Regions from separate parts of the Mus musculus genome. Here region 1 is linked to region 2. The links are chromatin contacts, called in public promoter capture Hi-C maps. All regions are on one chromosome and are shown on one strand. Each heading gives the region's core, a stretch centred on a gene start, on an enhancer-like site or on the middle of the called end of the contact. The rest is flanking DNA. Distances are from core to core; before and after follow the strand shown.

The links. Promoter capture Hi-C pulls out the DNA fragments that hold promoters and counts their contacts.
Region 1: a promoter capture Hi-C map of pre-B cells shows a contact between it and region 2, with 3 times the contacts expected there. The contact joins the promoter of Rab13 here to the promoter of Naxe in region 2. A contact is called at or near these places in 2 of 39 promoter capture datasets (liver and pre-B cells).

What each region holds. Positions count from the first base shown.
Region 1 is chr3:90,219,074-90,225,732 of GRCm38.p6, reverse strand. Rab13 (RAB13, member RAS oncogene family) reads right to left here and starts at 4,949. Exons shown (of 8, transcript NM_026677.4): 1 at 4,711-4,949; 2 at 3,436-3,496; 3 at 2,146-2,206; 4 at 1,866-1,943; 5 at 1,150-1,239; 6 at 966-1,031; 7 at 832-885; 8 at 1-224. The coding sequence starts at 4,834. The coding sequence ends at 150.
Region 2 is chr3:88,053,854-88,060,602 of GRCm38.p6, reverse strand. Naxe (NAD(P)HX epimerase) reads left to right here and starts at 2,108. Exons shown (of 6, transcript NM_144897.3): 1 at 2,108-2,276; 2 at 2,365-2,473; 3 at 2,572-2,682; 4 at 2,766-2,879; 5 at 3,470-3,617; 6 at 3,827-4,080. The coding sequence starts at 2,113. The coding sequence ends at 4,029. Gpatch4 (G patch domain containing 4) reads right to left here. Exons shown (of 8, transcript NM_001110809.2): 6 at 6,143-6,234; 7 at 5,850-5,900; 8 at 4,609-5,645. The coding sequence ends at 4,874.

The DNA.
Region 1 (6,659 bases), core at 3,700-6,199, 2.2 Mb before region 2:
CCCTTTCTTCCGTCTCGTCCTCGCCGGTCTCCTTATTCCCCTCATCTCCCCTTGAGGTGCCACCACAGTTCTCCCATCTGCAATCCCTCAGTCCGACTCCCTCAGGTCTAGCCTCCAGGTTCAGGGTGAATAGGAGGCAAGAAATGCTCTCAGCCTAACAAGCACTTGTTCTTCTTCTTGTCAGATGTTTTCAGGCCAGTGCTTGAGGGCTTACTGTTGGTTCCCTAGAATTAGGAAGGTTGAAAGATCAGGTGTGTGAAGGGCTGGTGGAAGGATTGTCTATAAACTCAGGACCCCCCTCCCACACTCACCTTTTCCCACCCCATCCCTTACCCCACCCCCACTTCATGGGAAATCTTTGGCATTGTTCCTCCTCCTCAATCGTCTTTTTTTAATGAGACAAGGTTTCTTTGTGTAGCCCTGGCTGTCCCGGAACTCCTGCTGTAGACCAGGCTGACCTTGACCTCAGAGATCAGCCTGCCTCTGCCTCCCTAGTGCTAGCCTTAAAGGTGTTCTCCAGGGCTGGAGAGGAACCAGGTCTTGAGTTCAAATCCCAGCAACCACATGGTGGCTCACAACCATCCTTAATGAGATCTAATGCCTTCTTCTGGTGTGTCTGAAGACAGCTACAGTGTACTTAGATATAATAAAAAAGGTGTTCTCCACAGGCACGTTTGAGTTTAGACAGACTGGAGGATGAACATGAACTCCTGCTCCTTCTGCCAGCAGCTCGGTGCTGGGACCATAGGTGTGCAGTGCACAGTCCTCGCCAGTTGCTTCAGTTCTTGCAGACACGCGCAGTGGTACTCAGCCCGAGTAGAACCAACTCACCGATCTCCGGCCTCCTGTCTTGAGCAAGATGTCACGGGCCAGGGAACTGAAAGCCTAAAGGGGAAACTGGTCAGCCCAGGTTGAAGGAGGAGATGAACCTATTAGCATCTTATCTCTCGGAGGATGGCTCTCACCTCATCCACATTCACACTGGATTTGGCACTCGTCTCAAAAAATCGGATTCTGTGCTCTCGAGCCAACTGTAGGGGATGAGGTAGGAAGGAGAGTGCTGGATAAAGGCAGAAGCGAAGCACTCAGCGATGCCTCCTCCTCACTCGGGCCTCCCAGCCCTGCAGCCAACAGCCCCGCCTCACTCACCTTCTCCGCCTGCTCTCTCTGCACCTGCCGCTTGGCCTCCATGTCACACTTGTTTCCCAGCAGGAGGCGCTCCACTCCCGCAGAGGCATTCTGAAGGCAGCAAAACAAGCAGAAGGTAGGGCTTTCTTTAGAAAGCTGAGGCAGGAGGATTGCTGTGAGCTCAAGACCTGTTTGGGTTACACATTAAGTTTCACACCAGCTGGGGCTACTACAGAGTGAGAGACCCTGTTTCAAGAAGAAAACAAAAACAAACCAGGCAGTGGTGGCACATGCCTTTAATCCCAGCACTTGGGAGGCAGAGGCAGGCTGATTTCTGAGTTCGAGGTCAGCCTGGTCTGCAGAGTGAGTTCCAGGATAGTCAGGGCTACACAGAGAAACCCTGTCTCAAACAAACAAACAAACAAACAAACAAACAAAAAAACCCAAACGAACAAGCAAACAAAAAAACCAAAGGAGAGTTTGGGGCAGGAGAAGGCTCAACAGTTAGGAGCACTGGGTGTTCTTCCAGAGAACCTGGGTTCAACTGGTGGCTCAAAACCATCTGTCACTCCAGTCCCAGGAGTCCACTACCCTCTTCTGACTTCTGAGGGCATCACCAGGCTCTTGGCACAGATGTACACGCAGGCAAAACACCCACACACATAAAATTAAACCTGAAGTCTGCCCATTCTAACACGGGCTACTTTGTTCCCCTATTTCTTTTGGAGGCATCTTACCTCTTTGATGCTTTTCATCCAGTTCTGAATATTCTCGAAGGATTTCTCATCTGTGATGTCATATACGAGGATAATGCCCTAAGGGATAGTAAAGTTCACCTTGGACCATATCTGTTGACCTCTAAGTGACCATCTAAGTCTGGTCCGTGGGTCTAAGCACAAGCTACATGGGGCTCTCTGTTATGTGCTCTGTGCCCTCCTTCTTCATCCCTGCATGCTCACAACCCTCTGTGCTCATGAAGCTATGACTTTAGCCCATGTCTGGACCCACACCTCATACCATGGCTCCACGGTAATAGGCGGTAGTTATTGTCTTGAATCGTTCTTGGCCAGCCGTGTCCCTGAAGCAAAAGTTTTCACAGAGTGAGATAGAAGCAAGAAGTCTCCAAGGGGGGAGTCTTTTCCTAAGGACTCAACTTTTGCAACACTGGAGGTGGAGGCTAAAAGGAAAAGACTCAGGAAACCGTGAAGGGGAACAGGAGAAGGACAGTTGGGTTGCTATTCAGAGGTTCCAGGCCTGGGAAACAGGATGTCTCCTGTTTACTCAGAGATGCCAAGTGCCGTCTTAAGTATCACTTTATGTGTGTGTCATCCTAGCTGGCCCTCACTGTATCATTGTGAGGCATGGCTCACTGTCCCCAGTTTTTATAAATGCAGCAAATGTGCGGAGGGAGGCTGGGTAACTAATGAAGGTCATGCAGAAGGGAAGTGGCAGCACCAGGGTTGAGACCCTATCTGCTGCTGCTTATCTGTCACACAAGAATGCTTCAGAAAAACCTCATAGTGCCTCAGTGCCCGTGGTGTCTCCAGCCTCCTTGAGACAGTCAGGCTACACCTCTGTATGTGACCTGTGCTGGAGAGAACTTTTACATTTATTATTGTGTGTGTTTCAAATAGGGTCTCTCTACATAGCCCTGGCTGTTCTAGAACACACCCTGTAGACCAGGCTGACCTCAAACTCCCAGAGATCACTTGCCTCTGTTTCTAGAGTGCTGGGTCTCAAAGCATGTCAGCGTTTACACCCAGGTTGCTCTCTAAAATTTATTGAGAGCAATAGACTGGAAGTCAAATTTGTAATTCTGCAACTTGTCTTTTAATCACTTAGAACCTGTTTCTACATCGTAGCTCGAAAGACATTTGTTTTCAAGTCCAGAGAATGCTCTGGGTGAGGAAAAGACACAAACAAACTGAAAGTGGGCCACCAGGAAGAGAGATGCAAGGCCAGCTGATAGCTGACTAAGCAAAATGGATAAATTAGGAGATGTACTGGACTGGGGGGGGGGGGGTGTAAAGGAAAGAAAGCAAAACAGAAAGACTAACATGGTGCCACATGCCTGTAACACCAGGACACAGGACACCGAAAGAAAGGGCTTTCTTTCTCAGCTGAGTTCCAGGCCCTCCTGGGCTGCATGAGACTTTGTCTAAAAAACAAAACAAAACAAAACACCCCCAAACCACAAACTAAACTGAAGAGAGAAAAGGTAAGGAAGAAGAAATGAAGGGGGAGGGGTGTGTGGGGGAGGGTTGGGGTCAAAGGGCAATCTGGCTGGGGACTGGGCAGCTCACTCACCACACTTGCAGTTTGATCCTCTTCCCCTCTATGTCCACGGTTCGGATCTTGAAATCAATTCCTGGGGTGAAGGGTGTGAAGACAGGTAAGCATGTGTGGAAAGTATGGTGGGGGAGAGTGGGGGCTGCACCAGTAACTGCTGGTACTCAGGTACTCGAGGTAGTGACCTTGCTGGATGTGTAGCCAGGAGGGAGAGCTTTTCCACAGCTTTATTCCTATGGTAAGCATACTGTGTCTCCTCAGATTTCATGACGTTTTGGAGAAAAGCTATGAAACTCTTCAGCTGGGTTAAAAGCATGCCATCTGACAACTTTCCCTTCCATCTCTACCTCACCTTCCCATCCCTCTTCCCCCTCCTCCCCCAAAATACACTACTGGTCCTCCACCGCCCTGCTAGCCCTTAAGGGTAGAGAGGAATGAGAGGGCAGCTGATTGAGCCTATGTGAATTAACTAGTGAGCTAAGCTTGGAAGTGGGGGGGGGGGGGGGGGAAGAAGCTCTCTAAGAATCCTCTGGAGAATTAGGAGAGGGAGGGAGGAAGAGAGGGAGGGAGGAAGAGAGGGAGGGAGGGAGAGAGAGAGAAAGTTTCCTTTTTGTCACTAGAGGAGATAAGATTCTCAGTCAAGAGATGAAGAAAGATAAAGAGGGGAGGGGAGGGGGAAAGGAGATTCTTCTTACTGGAAGTCTCCCAGCCACTTAGGAGGCTCCAGAGAGAAGGATGGTGCAGAAGCTTACTCAGAGACCCCAAAGTCCCCTGGCATCCACCATCCTCACTCCCACAGCACACCCAGCCACACTCTGCAGTACCTTGCTGAGGGTAGGGAGGCTAAAAAGATGATTTGAAGGTGGGGCAGATCCTGCGGGAAGTTTGAAGCCAGTAGGTCAGTAAGAGGCCAACACAATTGGGAAGCAGGGAAAAGAGAAATTGTGAAGAGTGGATCTAGAGCGTCTAGGTGCAGTGATGGGGTAAAGAAGGAAGCAGATGGAAATGACGATAACCTGTGTGGATTTGGAGAGACTAGGGAGACAGTACCAAGAGACGGAGTGGGTGGCAGCAACTGGGACTATCTGGAAACCTCAAAAAGGTTTGAGGTTTTGAGTGTTATTCAGGGACATTATGGAGGATGGGTCTGGGGCAGGGGTCGACAGACTGGAAATTAGTGTTTTTCTCTAAGGGGATCAAAAAAGTAGGTTCCTTAGTCTTTCAGGAGCCGGTGTATGAGGGTGGGCGGGGGTGGGGTGGGTCTGGGGTCTGGGATACAGCCTGTGGGCTCACCGATGGTAGAGATGTAAGTGCTGTTGAAGTTGTCCTCTGCAAAGCGAATGATCAGACAAGTCTTGCCCACCCCCGAGTCCCCGATGAGCAGCAACTTGAAGAGGTGGTCGTAGGCTTTGGCCATGGCGGACACTGGGGGCGCCGGGGGAGGGGTCGGGAAGAGCCAACACTGGTAGGCGGGATCCGAGGGTTGGCAGGCAGAAACCGCCGGAGTCCCAGCCAGGAAGTTTTCCTCCCTCTCCGCCCAGGCCCCGGGAAAAGAAGAGAGGCGGCCCTGCTCTCGGCTCCACCCCTCTTCGCCAGTGGAGAGGCCTGTCCAGCTCCAGCAGTCCGGGCGCTGCCTCCCCAGCCTCGGAGGGCCAGTTTCCCTAGCCCTTCCCATTGCCTTTGGCTAGCTGTCTTTCCTCTCTTTTGACCGAATTGGAAAGAATTTCAAAGAGATTAGGGGAAGAGGGAAAGAATTTTACCAATGGTGAAGATAGGGGTGGTAACTGGAAATTGGTAAAAAGCTGAGGCGCTATTCAAAGGCTTTTGAGTTTATGATAAATGTCCTAGGATTTTCTGTCAACAATGCATTACTTAAGACTACGAATCCCAATTCCCTTTGAAAAGAAGCGGGTTAGGAGGTTAGTATGGTGGATCAATCTGCCCCCTGGTGGAGCACAGTGAAGAACTAAAACGATAAAAATCAGCCTCATCAATTACACTCAAAACACACAGAGCCGAGTCACAATCTGGAGCGAGCCTTGAATTCAGTAGCACAACCTGCACCCCAAGGCCTGGTAATCCTATTGCCTCTACCCCTCAAGTATGAAGATTAGTACTGTGGAGCCACCATGCCCAGCTTTTCATCTTTATTTACTTACTTTCTTTATAGCGAGTGTTTTGCCTACATGTGTTTATTCACTATATGACTAGCATGCCTGCAGAGGCTACAAGACAGCAACGATCCCCTGAAACTGGAGTGTCTAGAGGTGCTGTCATGTGCCTGCTGGGAACTGAACCCAGATCCACTACAAGAGCAGCCAGCTCTTATCATCTTTCCAGTCCCGTTAGAAAAAGAAAGAGCCGGGCGTGGTGGCGCATGCCTTTAATCCCAGCACTTGGGAGGCAGAGGCAGAGGCAGGCCGATTTCTGAGTTTGAGGCCAGCCTGGTTTACAAAGTGAGTTCCAGGACAGCCAGGGCTATACAGAGAAACCCTGTCTCGAAAAAAACAAAAAAAAAAAAAAAAAAAAAAAAAAAGGAAAAAGGAAAAGGCTTTTCTAACAGATGAGTCCTGGCTGTGGGAAAGTGTCTTTATTTGTTTGTTTGTTTGTTTTTAAAGATTTATTTATTTATTATATGTAAGTACACTGTAGCTGTCTTCAGACACTCCAGAAGAGGGAGTCAGATCTCCTTATGGATGGTTGTGAACCACCATGTGGTTGCTGGGATTTGAACTCAGGACCTTTGGAAGAACAGTTGGGTGCTCTTACCCGCTGAGGCATCTCACCAGCCCTTTATTTGTTACATTATGTTTGCCATAATCTATGTTTCCATTTGTCCTCTCACAAATACAATGTATCAGTTACTCCCCCCCCCCCCAACACACACACACAAAATACTTGACAAAACAACTTATGAGAGAGGCTTACAGAAGGCAGTTCTGTCATGACAGGAGGAGCATGGGGCATCTGGTCGCTTTCCATCCAAACTCAAGGAGAGAGACGAATGCTGGTGCTCACCTCACTCTCCTTTTTTATTCGGGAGAGTGAATGGTGGTCCTCATTGTCAGGTAGGCTTTTCCCACCTCAAATAATCCAATCTAGAACTTTCCTCCAGACATGGCCAGCCATTGGATACCTAGGTGATGCTAGATCCTGTCAAGTTGACAATCCATATTAACTACCACACACAAATAACTATTCAGTTTATTTTATTAATTAATTAATTCATTACATTTATTTGT
Region 2 (6,749 bases), core at 859-3,358:
GACGGAAGAATGCTGGGTTTTGTTGTGCCACTCCACAAAGATATGAATATCAGGATCTGCTAGGGAAGGAGAATGGGTTTAGAGGAGCAAATGATGGTGTCTGCCACACAAGAATGTTGCTATTGCCGGGCGTGGTGGCAAACGCCTTTAATCCCAGCACTCGGGAGGCAGAGGCAGGTGAATTTCTGAGTTCGAGGCCAGCCTGGTCTACAGAGTGAGTTCCAGGACAGCCAGGGCTATACAGAGAAACCCTGTCTCGAAAAACCCAAAAAAAAAAAAAAAAAAAAAAAAGGAATGTTGCTATTGCGTCAGGCCCCTAGCCAACCTCCTTAATCTGATTGAATATTCTTATCTATGATAGGCTAAAAATACACTAGGGGTTTGGCAGAATTAAGAAAACCTGAAAGGTTGCATGCTGGCAATAAAGGGGAGGCAGCGATTGTAGAAACAGCTCTCATTGGTTGTCTCCTGAGTTCTGTGGATGGGATATTTTCTGTATTGTTCTATAGTCACAGCCCATCAGAATGAAATCAACAGGATAAGTTGCAGAAGGCTGTAAGGTCAGCCTGCTGAGATCCCAGCTCCACCACCAGCCATCATTATCACTGGGCAGGTGGGCAGGTCTTCCTTTTTTTCTTTTTTAATTAATCTTTGAAACGGGAATACTAAGGTTGCTATGAAGTGAGGTGGTTCATGTTAGCACCTGGTATGTGTAAGTGCTTAACATATTATCTATGCCAAATAAACATATTTCACATTGTGTTTTAGAAATGAATCTTCAGGGCTGGAGAGATGGCTCAGTGTGGTTAAGAGCACTGGCTGCTCTTCCAGAGGACCTGAGTTCAAATCCCAGCAACCACATGGTGGCTCACAACCACCCGTAACGAGATCTGACACCTTCTGGCGTGTCCTGAAGACAGCTACAGTGTACTCACATATAATAAATAAAGCTTTCCACCGGAACAAGAGGGCCAAGAGCAAGCAGGGGGTCCTGAGTTCAATTCCCAGCAACCACATGGCTCACAACCTATACATAAACAAACAAACAAACAAACACTAAACTTAAATAAAGCCAGCTACAGTGGCTCAGACCCAGAATCTCAGAGGATCAGGGATTTAAAGCCATTTTTGCAACGTAAGACATAAGATCCAAGGCAGCCTAGGCCACATGAGACTGCTTGTACTGCTTGTAGTTCTGGGGACCTGACACCTCTGGTTCCCGAGGGCACCTGTGTGACCGCACATACCCATACTCTGAAACAACTGAAAACAAAATCAGCTGACCAAAAATAAACTAACTAAATATTTTCCAGCAAATCTGTAAGGAGCCTTGAGTAACTCACATGCTAGTGAAATCAGAAAAATAAAGCTGGTGAGGTCCTGCGTAAGACCACAGAACCTTGGACTTGAAGTACAATTACCGGAGTAATCTAAAGTTCCTGCCACTATCACAGCCTTAAAAATTCTATTTTCTACATTACATAAGTAAAACAGACAGGGCAGAGGTCCACAAAACCACTTGAAGAGCAAGGGCACTGACAACCTGTGATTGATCCTCGGATCTTACTCTTTGGATGGAGAGATCGGATGCACAGAAATTGTCCTCTGACCTCTATATGTGCAGCAAGGCACGTGCATGCCTCTTCCCTCCAACCCTTGCATTTTTAAATGTTAAAAACAAACAAGTCGGCATGGTGGTGCACGCCGTTAATCCCAGCACTTGGGAGGCAGAGGCAGGCGGATTTCTGAGTTCGAGGCCAGCCTGGTCTACAAAGTGAGTTCCAGGACAGCCAGGGCTACAGAGAAACCCTGTAAAAAGCAGGGGCAGCGAGAGGTCAAAGATACTAATTTTTAAAAAACTGCGTGCAATCACACCTTTCAGCAAGGAGGCAACAGAACTGCTTCAAGATGGTGGCCAGCCAGGACTGCAGAGGGAGCGAAGCACATCTGTTTGGAACTCTGCGACGCCGGGGAAAGGTGAGAACGCAGGGCGGAACGAAGGTGGGCGGAACGCCTGATAGTCTGGGACTAGGAACGGACGGTTAGATGCAGAGGCTCTGGGGCGGGGCGGGCCCTGCGCATGCGCCGTGCGAGCGGCGCTCTGCTAGTCGAATGTCCGGGCTGCGGACGCTGCTGGGGCTGGGGCTGCTGGTTGCGGGCTCGCGCCTGCCACGGGTCATCAGCCAGCAGAGTGTGTGTCGTGCAAGGCCCATCTGGTGGGGAACACAGCGCCGGGGCTCGGAGACCATGGCGGGCGCTGCGGTGAAGTACTTAAGGTACGGCCGCCCTCTCCCGCGGGGGCGGGGCAGGGCAGGCCGCGGCCCCAGCACCCCAGGGGCGGACTCAGGCCAGGACTTCCCTCAGTCAGGAGGAGGCTCAGGCCGTGGACCAAGAGCTTTTTAACGAGTATCAGTTCAGCGTGGATCAACTCATGGAGCTGGCCGGGTTGAGCTGTGCCACGGCTATTGCCAAGGTAAGCGGCACAGCGAGAAACCTCAGTGAGGTGCAGGTGGGGAGGTCCCCGGCGGTGGCGCACACAGCGGTGACTGCCCTCTGCACTTCTGCCTTCAGGCTTATCCCCCCACGTCTATGTCCAAGAGTCCCCCGACTGTCTTGGTCATCTGTGGCCCCGGAAATAACGGAGGGGATGGGCTGGTCTGTGCGCGACACCTCAAACTTTTTGTAAGTATGTGAACGGAGTTTTTTGTGGCAAGGTATGAAGACTCGGGATCGGAGATTGAATGGCTACTTTCCTTTTCAACTAGGGTTACCAGCCAACTATCTATTACCCCAAAAGACCTAACAAGCCCCTCTTCACTGGGCTAGTGACTCAGTGTCAGAAAATGGACATTCCTTTCCTTGGTGAAATGCCCCCAGAGGTAGGTGGGTTGATGCCTGTTTCTACAGTAAGTACTGCCCCTGTCCTGCCCTTCCCATTTTCAGATCAAGCTGGCCTGCCTAGTGTCTGTCTGCCCTAAAAGTGTTCTCTGAAAAAAAGTGGTGTAGAAGCCCCTCCAGACTGTGTGCTCCACGACTTTCCAGGCACTCCTATTCTGCAGCCAAACAACTCCCACAACATGCATCTAACAATAATCTGGCCCTCAGGGCCTCATCCTGAACCTTTTCTGTAGATGCATGGATTAAAGGGTGGGAAGTCAGAAATTAAAACAAAACAAAAACCAGAAAGCCCCAGCTTATTCTATGGATGAAGACACTGATATGCAGAACAGAACTAGTCTCTTCTGGCTTCCAGTGTCAGGAAGCCTGAGACTGGCAGTCACCCCTTCTCACCAGTGACAGGCAGGTAGGTACTCAGGCCTGGATTCAGACTGTCCTGAATGAGCAACTCCTCTTTACTGTGCCTTAGGAACCAGTTATATACATGCTTCTGTGGTCAGTGGGTGCAGGGACAGGCCTCCCTAGGTGACAGCAGCTCCTGACATCCTTTCCCCTTCCCTCACGCTCCCAGCCCATGATGGTGGACGAGCTGTATGAGCTGGTGGTGGACGCCATCTTCGGCTTCAGTTTCAAGGGTGACGTTCGGGAGCCATTCCACAGCATCCTGAGTGTCTTGAGTGGACTCACTGTGCCCATTGCTAGCATCGACATTCCCTCAGGTGCTGAGACTCAGGTGGCTGGGAGACTCGTGCTCAAACCTGGCTAAGGCTGGTACCCAGGGGACTGTCCCACATTAGGGCTGGGGAGCAAAGTTCATGCTGCCTGGCCCTGTGGAAAACCAGAGCCCGATAGTACATGGGACTGAGGGCTTTCCCTCTTCCTTAGGACCAGGCCACCTGTATGTCCTTATACTACTTTCTCTCTTCAGGATGGGATGTAGAGAAGGGAAACCCTAGCGGAATCCAACCAGACTTACTCATCTCACTGACGGCACCCAAGAAGTCTGCAACTCACTTTACTGGCCGATATCATTACCTTGGGGGTCGCTTTGTACCACCTGCTCTAGAGAAGAAGTACCAGCTGAACCTGCCATCTTACCCTGACACAGAGTGTGTCTACCGTCTACAGTAAGGGAGGTGGGTAGGCAGGATTCTCAATAAAGACTTGGTACTTTCTGTCTTGAAATTGGAGTCTTCTGGCCTTAATAATTATCAGTGGGTTGTGCTGTCTCTGGGGAAACAGACCAGCATTTGTAAGCAATGGGAAATAGGTGTTTCACCCAGGAATGATTCTTACTTATTTGTAATAGACAGGGAGGTAGATGATGCCTCTAAACTAATTCAGTGTATCATTGTAGCAAGACCCCCAGAGGGTAACAGGATTCCTTCAAGTCTCCAAATGCCATCTACTTTGTGTTCAGACCTTCTCATGCTGGGAATGCTGACATCAACTGGGAAGGACCTAGAAGCTTGGGGTCCAAGCTCTCATTTCATCATGATCAGAACAGTCTGGGAGGGTAACCCAACCCATACATATAAATGTATGTTTTTCTTAACCTTCATGGTATTTAAAATGAAAACATTTTGTAGGGTATGATAGTGTATGCTTCTGATCTGAGCACTCTTGAGGCAAAGATGCCTGGATTTCTGTGAGTTCTAGGAAAGCCAGAGCTGTATTAGAGAAACCCTGTCTCAAAAACAAAACAAAGACATTTCATGTAAGTCTACATTTTCAGACTTTTAAAAGAGACACTCCAAATATTCCTCCATCCTGATTCCTCTTCCCACCATCCTTTAGCTGGTGAGCTGCCAGGCACCAGGTTTATACTTTTTGGACAGCAAGTTTCACAGGGGACCATGTCCACCCCCTCAGCCAGTATAGAATGCATTGGCTCTCCTCTGCAGACTGGGGCTCCAGAGCTGCTTGCAGAGTGTGCAGAAACCCTGCCCTAAACCAGGCTATCCCTGAAAAGGAGTCAGCTGAGATCCACTTCAGACCCTCGGTCCCTCTTCCGCTTCTTCTTTTTGGCTCTCTCCTTTGGGTATTGCCGACTTCTCTCACCTGCATCCTCTGCTACCCATGTCCCACCATCATCTTTACTGCTTACATCTAAGTCCTCCTCACAGCACTGCTGTCTTTTCCTTTTGTCTTTTCTTCTGACCTTTCTCTCTCCTTTTGTTAGGTCATCCTTCCCTTCTTCCTCTTGGGTATCTAAGTCCTCCCCACACGTCCCTCGCTTCTTGCTGCTTCTCCTGGGGTCTTTGTCTCCTCCACTGTTGACTGCCTTTGGCCGGCTTGTCACATCTCTACCTCCTTCATCACAGACTCCCATCTCCCCGTCTTCTTCATGGCGCTGCTTCCTCCTTTTCTTCTTTTTCCTGGAAGGCTGATCAGATTGCTCTGTGCTCAGTTCTCTGGGCCCACTCTCTCCTGCAGCCTCTTCCTCCTCACTTCCTATAGCCGTTCCCTGTCTCTCGGCTTTCTGCCTCTTCTTCTTCTTCCTGCTGTCCCTGAAGCTCCTGTCCGTGTGTCCCAGCAGCTCGTCACCTAGACTCTTTTCAGTTGTTGCAGCCTCTTCCCCCTCTTTCTGCTTCCTCTTCTTTTTCTTTTTTTGGGAAGGCTCACTGTCAGTCAGTGGTTGAGAGGTGCCCAGAGCCTTTGAGCCTTTGAGCTGAGCCAGAAAGGCCTGCTCTTGGGCCTCCAGGCGAGCAAGCTTGGCCTTCATGGTGATACCAATCCGGGCAGCCCTAAGACAGAGATATGATGGGTCTAAGTCAGCAAGGGTATTACAAAGAAAGTTGGGAACAGAGGGAGGGGGCAGCCAAGCTTCAAACATGAACTTGTGAACAACAGCAAGTATTCCCTTGGAATGAAAATAATTGGGAGGTGGCACAGGCTGTCCTTAAGCATGGGCAGAAAAGATGGGAAACCCAGAAGTGACCACAACTTACTTGTGTGCTGTTCGCCCCTCGCAAGCCTTGAGTAGCATCTCATCAGTCAGACTGTAAGGGCAGATGACAAGTCACAAACTTTTTTCTTTCTTTCTCTAAAAAATTTTTATCTTCACTATTGTTCAAAACCTGGCACTTTTTGAAGTGCTAAGATAATACAAGAATTAGTACAATCTAATTAATTCCACAAACATGCACCTACTCCTCTGATAAGAAAGCATTAGGCTTAGGTTCATTCTCTTAAAACCCCAAAGCATCTCCCACATGCTCTCAGTACCAAAATAAAGTCTCACATCTTTGGGGGCGTGGGCTCATGGTTGTCAACATCACTGCAGTTCCCCAAGTCTCTGTCAGGCTTCTCCTCACCCGAGGTTAGTGTGGCTGTCTAGAAGAAAAGGATCATGGAGACGGATAAAGCCAACTTAATACCATTGCCAACTCTCCTCCATTTCTGAAACTCCTAGGGAGTCACTGCCCAAGGCATGAATTTGACAGCACCCACCATTGTTCCTTGCAAAGTCATGCAGCCTGCGTATTTTAGTTTGGGCAGGAGATGATGGGCCACGGTTATTGGGAAGTAGAGCAGTCAGGGCCTCTGTGGCTCACAGCAGGCTAATTGTAGAACAAGCAGGGAAAAGTGCTCTGAGTGTTCATAGTGGAGTAGGTGCCAGAAACTGACAATAAAGACAGCACCCCTATCCCCTGTTTAACTAGATGCATAACCTATTATGGGCCATGTAGCTGAAATAGATCCAGGTAGATAGCTCAGCTGGTAACAATACTTGCTATGCAAGCAAGAGGACCTAAGTGCAGGTCTCCAGCACTCACATGAATGCTGAGCAGGCATGCTGCTCACCTGTAGTCTCAGCAAGCAGGCTAGCTTGGTAGCTAAACTAGACA